Linked DNA regions of Macaca mulatta: region 1 is linked to region 2. A link is a contact called in public Hi-C data. All regions are on one chromosome and are shown on one strand. The core of a region is the stretch at or near the end of the contact, and the rest is flanking DNA. Distances in the headings are between cores, read along the strand shown.

What was found. A called contact is a pair of places that touch in the nucleus more often than the background predicts.
Region 1: a contact with region 2 is called in a Hi-C map of blood, with 5 times the contacts expected there. The contact joins the enhancer-like site here to the promoter of SNX18 in region 2. A contact is called at or near these places in 8 of 14 Hi-C or Micro-C datasets (CD4 T cells, blood, cortical neurons and 5 more).

Annotation. Positions count from the first base shown.
Region 1 is chr6:62,637,075-62,641,055 of T2T-MMU8v2.0, forward strand. It overlaps the pseudogene CSPG4BP. Among named protein-coding and RNA genes, the nearest start is that of ESM1, 150 kb to the right of the region's middle. Within about 2 kb of position 2,302, at least 3 of the 40 cell types and tissues checked have an H3K27ac peak or open chromatin away from gene starts, as enhancers often do. A contact at or near this core is called in blood, where this site is marked.
Region 2 is chr6:62,323,148-62,327,507 of T2T-MMU8v2.0, forward strand. SNX18 (sorting nexin 18) reads left to right here and starts at 1,403. Exons shown (of 2, transcript NM_001261750.1): 1 at 1,403-3,203. The coding sequence starts at 1,583.

The sequences.
Region 1 (3,981 bases), core at 1,052-3,551, 310 kb after region 2:
ATGTTCTTTTTCATTTGCTTGTTTTTCTAGAAATAGCACTTCAAAAGTTTTTAATGAAACATGCAATTAAGGAAAGAACATTTTCTGCCATTAGGCACTTTGAACTCTTCATTAATCCAGAAACAAAATAGAGATGGAATCAAAAGAATGATATCAAAGCGAATATAGAATTTTGTATCGGGTGTGCTCTGACAGACTATGACCAAATAAATATAAGGAGAGAAACACAAAAAGCAAGGTTGACCTGTGCATTTTCCACTGTACAATCTCAGATTTTTCCTGATAGACCTTCCAGAAGGGTGACCTTATATAAATCACTTAGCCTCCCACATATTGGTTTTATCAACCTACTTAGGTTGTGGAATAATGAATTCAATTACTGGTGGAACACTTTGCAAATATAAAATGCTAAGAGAGACTACTTAAGCCCAAGTCTTTGTTTGGGGCTGATGACGGACAGATGCACCAGGGGAGAACCAGCTGGTTTCAGCAACAGCCTCATCTGCAGCTGGGCTGCAGCCACTTTGAGGGTTATTAGTTGCCTCCATATCCATTTAGAAAATGTAATGGATTGGCTCTCACGTTTAGCTTGCCTTTAACTCTCTTTCCTACTTTTCTAGGAGAAATTATTTTCTCCACTCACCAAAAGTAAATATTGACCTGGTAGTGTACAAATCAATCCAGCAAGCTAATTTTTGTTTTAATCCTTCATTGAAAATAGTAACTTCAGTTCTTCTACCTACTCTACCCTTCAGTGGGTGGCAGCTAGTGGAGAAAGCCCAGCTTTAAGCTGTGACAAACTTAATCTTTCTGAGCTTGTTTCTTTTTTTTTTTTTTTTTTTTTTTTTTTTTGACACAGAGTCTTGCTCTGTCACTAGGCTGGAGTGCAGTGGCATGATCTCGGCTCACTGCAACCTTTGCCTCCTGCGTTCAAGCGATTCCCCTGCCTCAGCCTCCCAAGTAGCTGGGACTACAGGCAACCACCACCATGCACGGTTAATTTTTTATTTATTTATTTATTTATTTATTTATTTATTTATTTATTTTATTTTAGTAGATATGGGGTTTTACCATGTTGGCCAGGATGGTCTCGATCTTCTGACCTCATGATCCACCCACCTCAGTTTCTTTATCTCGAAAATGGAGTCATTCCTCCCTATGGCCCAGAGGACCTCATGTGATGAAAAGACATGGATTGCAGAACTGCACCTCTTGTGGTGCCTGACAGGTGGTAGTTAGTCAATAATTCCTTTCTACTGTGGATTTCACAGTTTTAGAAAACCAAAACTTCTTTTGTGCAATTCTCTAGAGCAGTCGTCTCCATTTTGAAAATATTATAATCCTTTCATAAAAATGAAAAACTTTCTAGGCCCTCACCTAACAATACTTATATAATACTAACAATACATAAGTGGCAGAAACATCCTATCGATTCAGTGCCTCTTCAGAGGAATTGTATTTTATTTAACCAGCACATCTTCACACATTTGAAAAATAGAAACTTGCATGTGGAAAATACCATTTAGTCTAGAAACTAAGCTTTGGTACATATGTAGGTAGATTTAGGACCTTGCTGCAATGAAACTAACCTCCACAAGTCCAGGCTACAGGTTTAGAACCACTATGTGAGAGCATTCGCATAGTAAATTCTTTTCCGATTCTTTGGGGGAGCCTTTGCATTAACTGTGAAGGTAGTCAGGAAATTACTCCATTTGGATTTAGAGGATATTTTACCTTTATTTTCTTTGCTATATTTTCAAAGAAGATAATTTGAAATAACTGAAAACAGGGCTTTTTAACTTTCTCGTCCAACCCTCCTAGCTCATGCTCCCTCCCATTCGTGCTGCAGACTGGGAATGGCCTGCTTCTCCTCTGACAAGGGCAGCCTGAAAACAAAGCCAAGCCACCCTTGCAGAGTGGCTGGGTCACCTTCAGCAGATTTACAGCAGTCATTTGGCCTACTGATTTATTGATGAACAGGAGGAAGAAGAAAAGGCCTTTCAAAGTCAGGATCTCTTAGAATTAAAGTTATATTCATTCATTCATTCATATATTCATTCATTGAACAAATTTCTCTTTGTGGTGTTTACTAATGTATTCCTAACATCTGGAACTTATAACTGGATACGTAATAGGTGTTCAATATTATTTCATTCTTTCAACAAATGTTTATTAAGCGCCTACCATGTTTTATTAAGCACTGCTAGGTGCTAAGGATACAACAATGAACAAAACAAAGTTTTTGCCCTTATAATCTATAGGGAAAGACAGATAACAAACAAATATCCAATTCAATCTATACTATAAGGTCAGGTATTCTGGGAAAGGGATGGAACGTGGCAGAGAAGGGATTCTATTTTAGTGGTGTTCAGGAAAAGGCTCTCAGAGAAGCTTATATTTGAGCACAGACCTTACATGAAAATTTGAGTAAATCAAATGAGAGTTATAGGAATGCTAATGTTTGCTATTATTAGCCTTATTAAAACTTGTCACTTTTTTAAAAAGTCTAGTGCCTGGAGAGTTTCTAGATGGCCTGTGGTTTTCAGTCATATGATCATCACATTAACCACTGATTAAAGTGCATTTTAGTTTCACATTGTTTTTCTCTGTAACATACCGGCATGTACAAAAACTAGCTGGCCCTCATTGATTGGTGCCTGGGTGAAGTTCTGAATGCTTTGGCTGGGAAAGGACTTAAGAGCCCAATGCCCATTGCTGGGTGGAGTGACCCAGTAGGCCAGGTCCTGTGGAGAGGAGTCCCCATCTTCTGCACAGAGGTCACCACCGGTCATCTCAGTGAACAGAATTCATCCACACCTTAAAAAGAAGTGAATCACAGATCTTTTGAGGACCAATGTCAATCACATCACATTAGTAAACTGGATAACAATGACATCCTGTCCTCTTGCACAAAGATTTAAAATCCAAAGCAATTCACCAGAGTTTTTAAAGCATGAACTTTCTTCATTTGAAACAGATGTATAATTAAATGCCAGATGAAATACAAAGCATGAAGTACTGTTTAGTTAATTTATGAGGTTTATGAGGTTTCAATAAAGAAATAATATTCATAATTAATCCAATTTCATTATGTAAAGTGCATGTACATTTGTATAATGTAGAAAAACACCAAAAATTGATGATGACTAAGCCCCTTTTGTGTGTATGACACATGCTGGATACTCTATATGGGGTCTCAGATAATTCAGGACCTACTTCATAGGATTTATTTAAGGATTTCCATTCATTGCTGTAAGACACAAATTATTTCACTAGCTTTTAAATAGTTGAGGGGAAATAAAAACCACATTGCATATTTTTTTATTCTATTTGTCCTACCTGTCTTACAAGAAGACAGATATCTGGTTCTTATGACCTTGCAATGTTTGCTGTGCTGATAGCACACATCTGCAATTGTATCTGAGTAATAGTCCCTGTTTTCCAATTACATTTAAAATCTATTCACATTGCCTAAACATCTTAATTCAATGATTCATCAAGCATTTATCGAGCATTTCCCATCTTCCAGACAATGTTCTGGGTGTTTGCAGTACATCAGTAACCAAAAAAAGAGTCCTGTTCTCAAACGCCTCCATTCCAGCAGGAAGGGACAAAGGAACACAGAGAAGAAGCAATGGCATAATAAAGAAATGAATTAAATAAGGTGTCAAAAAAAGTCATATCACTATGAAAAAAGAAAACATAAAGCAAGATAAGGGGAGGCCTCAGGAGTGGGCAAATGTTAAGTATGAGGTTCAGTTTGAGGAAAGACTGGAAGGAGGTGAAGAGGGAGCCCGTGAATACGTAAATATCTAAGGGAGGACCATCCAGGCAGAGGAAACAGCCCAAAGGCAGGGCTCACCTGTTGGAGGACTAGGAAATCAGTCAGTTGGAAGGAGCAGAATAAGCAAGATGAAGAGTAAAAGGAGATGAGTTGAAACATAATGAAGTCGTCATATGGTTTGGGGTCTTGAACACTAC
Region 2 (4,360 bases), core at 153-2,652:
TTACTGAATTGAATTAAGGTTTTGCATTAGGATAAACACTGTGGGAGTGATTCTGGTGTAGTGGGTTGGTGGTTTTGTGCAAGATGCTTACAATACCGCAGCCCTTAGAATAATTGTACACTCTTCTGGCCCGTTTCCCAGATTTCCTTGAAAAGGGTCAGAGGACAGGCTGAAATTAATGACACATGAATGCGGAACCCCAATTAGAAGTGTCTTCAAAGGAATAATTAGGCTAGAATTAATAAGAGGGGATTATGAGAAGAAAAAGCTTTGGGCAAATTATACACTGAAGGAAAAGAAGATAGGAAACAAGGCAACGATAGATTGGAACTGATTATTTCAGGAAGTCATTTTTGTTCTATTTATCTTAAAAATAATATAAATATAGTGAGACATGGAGACAACGGATGGATGGTCACTGACCTCATACTAGGAGTGGCAATGTGAGCATTGGGACGCTTCCTCGTGCATGTACCCTGCAATTGTGAGTTTAGTACCCCTATTCCCTTTGTGAAAGAGGCCAGGGATTTTGCTTCCCCCAAATAACAATAACAACAGCAAAAGCAGCAGCAAACCCTTCAAATCTGCTTACCCTGCCAGATATTGTTTCACTTTCCTCATCTGTAAAACAGGGATTACTTTATGATGAAATCCCCACAACAACCCCTGGAGGTAGGAACGATATAAGTGACTTGCTCCAGGTCATACAGCTAGTTAGTGTCAGAACACAGATTGAAATTTAGAAGCCTGGCTCCGAAGTTTGAGCTCTCATTCACAGCACTACATATATCTTTGGGAGGAGAGACAACACATGCATGTAATAAATGTGTGCACATTTATTGTACTGGAAACTCTCCCTCTTTGCTTCTAATTTTGTCAATCACAGCACCTTCCCTGGCTCTTACTTTGTTCTTGTCAATCTCCTCTCCTTGAGCAGAAGAGGGAAGGGAGCCCGCTCCATAGGCGAACAGCCCCTCCGCAGAGGCGTCCTGTTTTCTTAGTGCAATCACTTATTCGCATTGCAAAATATTACATGCGTGGGTTAAGCCATTCTAGGAGCATTCACTGAGCGCTCAGAGTGGAAACGTTTATCATGCATGCAAATACTAACTTACTTTCTAGAGAATGTTTAACTTAAAAGACTAAAAAAATCTCAGATAATTCATTTCAGAATAGAAACCTCCTTCAGCTGCACTCACTATGGCGCCCGGCTTCGCAGCACCGGCCACGAGGGGGCAGTGGCCGCCGCAAAGCCGAGGCGGGCGGTGGGCTCGGCGGCTCGGCCATCGCTTGCTCTCGCCTGGCAATGGGCTCTCGGCCGTGGATTAGCGCAGCTGGAGACGTGGGAGGCCGCCGGCCCCGCCCCCGACCGGTGGCGGCTGCGGCGGCGCAGCGAGGCAGTCGGCACTGCGAAGTGGAGGCACCGCGAGCGGAGGGCGCGACCGGCGGGTCCGGGCAGCGTGGGTTCGCCGCTTTGGGGGCTCCAGTCCGCGCGCCAGGGTCGAGCTGCACCGCGGGCTCCTTAGGTGGGCCTCGGCTCGGGACGCCGGGAGTCGGGACCGCTAGTCAGGGCGCCGGGACCATGGCGTTGCGCGCCCGGGCGCTGTACGACTTCAGGTCTGAGAACCCGGGCGAGATCTCGCTGCGGGAGCACGAGGTGCTGAGCCTGTGCAGCGAGCAGGACATCGAGGGCTGGCTCGAAGGGGTCAACAGCCGCGGCGACCGCGGCCTCTTCCCAGCCTCCTACGTGCAGGTGATCCGCGCCCCAGAGCCCAGCCTGGCGGGAGACGGCGGCCCGAGCGCCCCGGCACGCTACGCCAATGTGCCCCCCGGGGGCTTCGAGCCCCTGCCCGCCGCGCCGCCCGCCTCCTTCAAGCCGCCGCCAGACACCTTCCAGCCGCTGCTGCAGCCACAGCAGGCGCCGCCTCCGAGCACCTTCCAGCCGCCAGGCGCGGGCTTCCCGTACGGTGGGGGCGCCCTGCAGCCGTCGCCTCAGCAGCTCTACGGCGGCTACCAGGCCAGCCAGGGCAGCGATGATGACTGGGACGACGAGTGGGACGACAGCTCCACGGTGGCTGACGAGCCGGGCGCTCTGGGCAGCGGAGCATACCCGGACCTCGACGGCTCGTCCTCGGCGGGTGTGGGCGCAGCCGGCCGCTACCGCCTGTCCACGCGCTCCGACCTGTCCCTGGGCTCCCGCAGCGGCTCGGCGCCTCCGCAGCACCACCCGTCGGGGGCCAAGAGCTCGGCCACAGTGAGCCGCAACCTCAACCGCTTCTCCACCTTCGTCAAGTCCGGCGGGGAGGCCTTCGTGCTGGGGGAGGCGTCAGGCTTCGTGAAGGACGGGGACAAGCTGTGCGTGGTGCTGGGGCCCTACGGCCCCGAGTGGCAGGAGAACCCCTACCCGTTCCAGTGCACCATCGACGACCCCACCAAGCAGACCAAGTTCAAGGGCATGAAGAGCTACATCTCCTACAAGCTGGTGCCCACGCACACGCAGGTGCCGGTGCATCGGCGCTACAAGCACTTCGACTGGCTGTACGCTCGCCTGGCGGAGAAGTTCCCGGTCATCTCCGTGCCCCACCTGCCCGAGAAGCAGGCCACCGGCCGCTTCGAGGAGGACTTCATCTCTAAGCGAAGGAAGGGCCTGATTTGGTGGATGAACCACATGGCCAGCCACCCGGTGCTGGCGCAGTGCGACGTCTTCCAGCACTTCCTGACGTGCCCCAGCAGCACCGACGAGAAAGCCTGGAAGCAGGGCAAGAGGAAGGCCGAGAAGGACGAGATGGTGGGTGCCAACTTCTTCCTGACCCTCAGCACACCCCCCGCCGCTGCCCTTGACCTGCAGGAGGTGGAGAGCAAGATCGACGGCTTCAAGTGCTTCACCAAGAAGATGGACGACAGCGCGCTGCAGCTCAACCACACCGCCAACGAGTTCGCGCGCAAGCAGGTGACTGGCTTCAAAAAGGAGTATCAGAAGGTGGGCCAGTCCTTCCGCGGCCTCAGCCAGGCCTTTGAGCTGGACCAGCAGGCCTTCTCGGTGGGCCTGAACCAGGCCATCGCCTTCACCGGAGATGCCTATGACGCCATTGGCGAGCTCTTCGCGGAGCAGCCCAGGCAGGACCTGGATCCCGTCATGGACCTATTAGCACTGTATCAGGGGCATCTGGCCAACTTCCCGGACATCATCCACGTTCAGAAAGGTAAAGCCTGGCCCTTAGATCAGGTGATATGGAGTGTATTGTGCAGGCTGAAAGGGGCGACTTCGACAGCAGTACTACTGTGGGTAGTAGTACTGGTAGACTCATATTCTACCGGTGGGGAAGCGAGCAGAGACGTGGACGCCTGGCTCTTTTCCCGAGTGTAAGGTGGATTGCTCGACAGGCAGCTTCCTCCTCGAGTATCTCCCAGTAGGGAGTGAGTACTCTTTCTCGAAGGTTCAAAGAGTACCTTTGATAAGAGTGCTATAGTTTTAGAGTTTGAATAGTTGAGTAATGAGCTGCTCAGATCTGTAATCTTCAGACGAGGGTAGAATTAGAAGGGGACCCAAACCATGTTGGGCATCTCTTTGAACACTGCACTGTCACTTAGTGATCGGTTTCAAAAAGCGAGGAAATAGTGGAGAAGAACGGATGTCTGTAAATAAAGAGAAATCTGCTTTCACCCTTCCACACCTCTCAATCTCTGCTTCGGTAGAGGAATTAAGATCAATTCTCTGAGCTTAAGAACTTCCTGCAAAGAATTCTTGCCTGCAACCTTCGCGAAGTAAAGTAAAAACCCTAATTTACTTTGTGAAGTGAAGTAAAAACCCTAATTTTAGGAAAAGCGTACTCATTTTGAGTTTGGAATCATTAATGTACTGAAATTGAGAACGTTGTTTAGGAAAATTGTATAGGGAAACGACGTAGAGTGAATATAATCTGAGGATTGGATCTGAGAGCGGCGTTACTGGTATCCCTGTAAGTTAGCTGTCCAACTGTCAGAGTTCATGAGTTATTAATAGTTGTTAGTGTCTCTGACCTTTGCTAAAGCACTGGAATTTGCAAATTAAAAAAAATATATATAGCAGTAGTCCTTGTCTTAACATTTCTCACTAATGTGCATTCTGATATAATGCCTTGATTGAGAGAATGGGGAGGTGTGGGAGTTAGTGAGGCAGTCTTGCCTGTGAAAGTCCAGTGTAGGGGCGGCTAGGCAGCAGGGAAGCCTACTGTCCCTGTTTCCTGAGCAGGTCTGGCCTTTACTGATGAAATGCTCACTGCCTTTCTTGTGGGCCAGTCCGTTTATGAGCAATCCTAATCTCTGGCATGTCTTTTCTTGCATTGAACTGAAGTTTGCCTCCCTTGATTGTCTTTCTGTT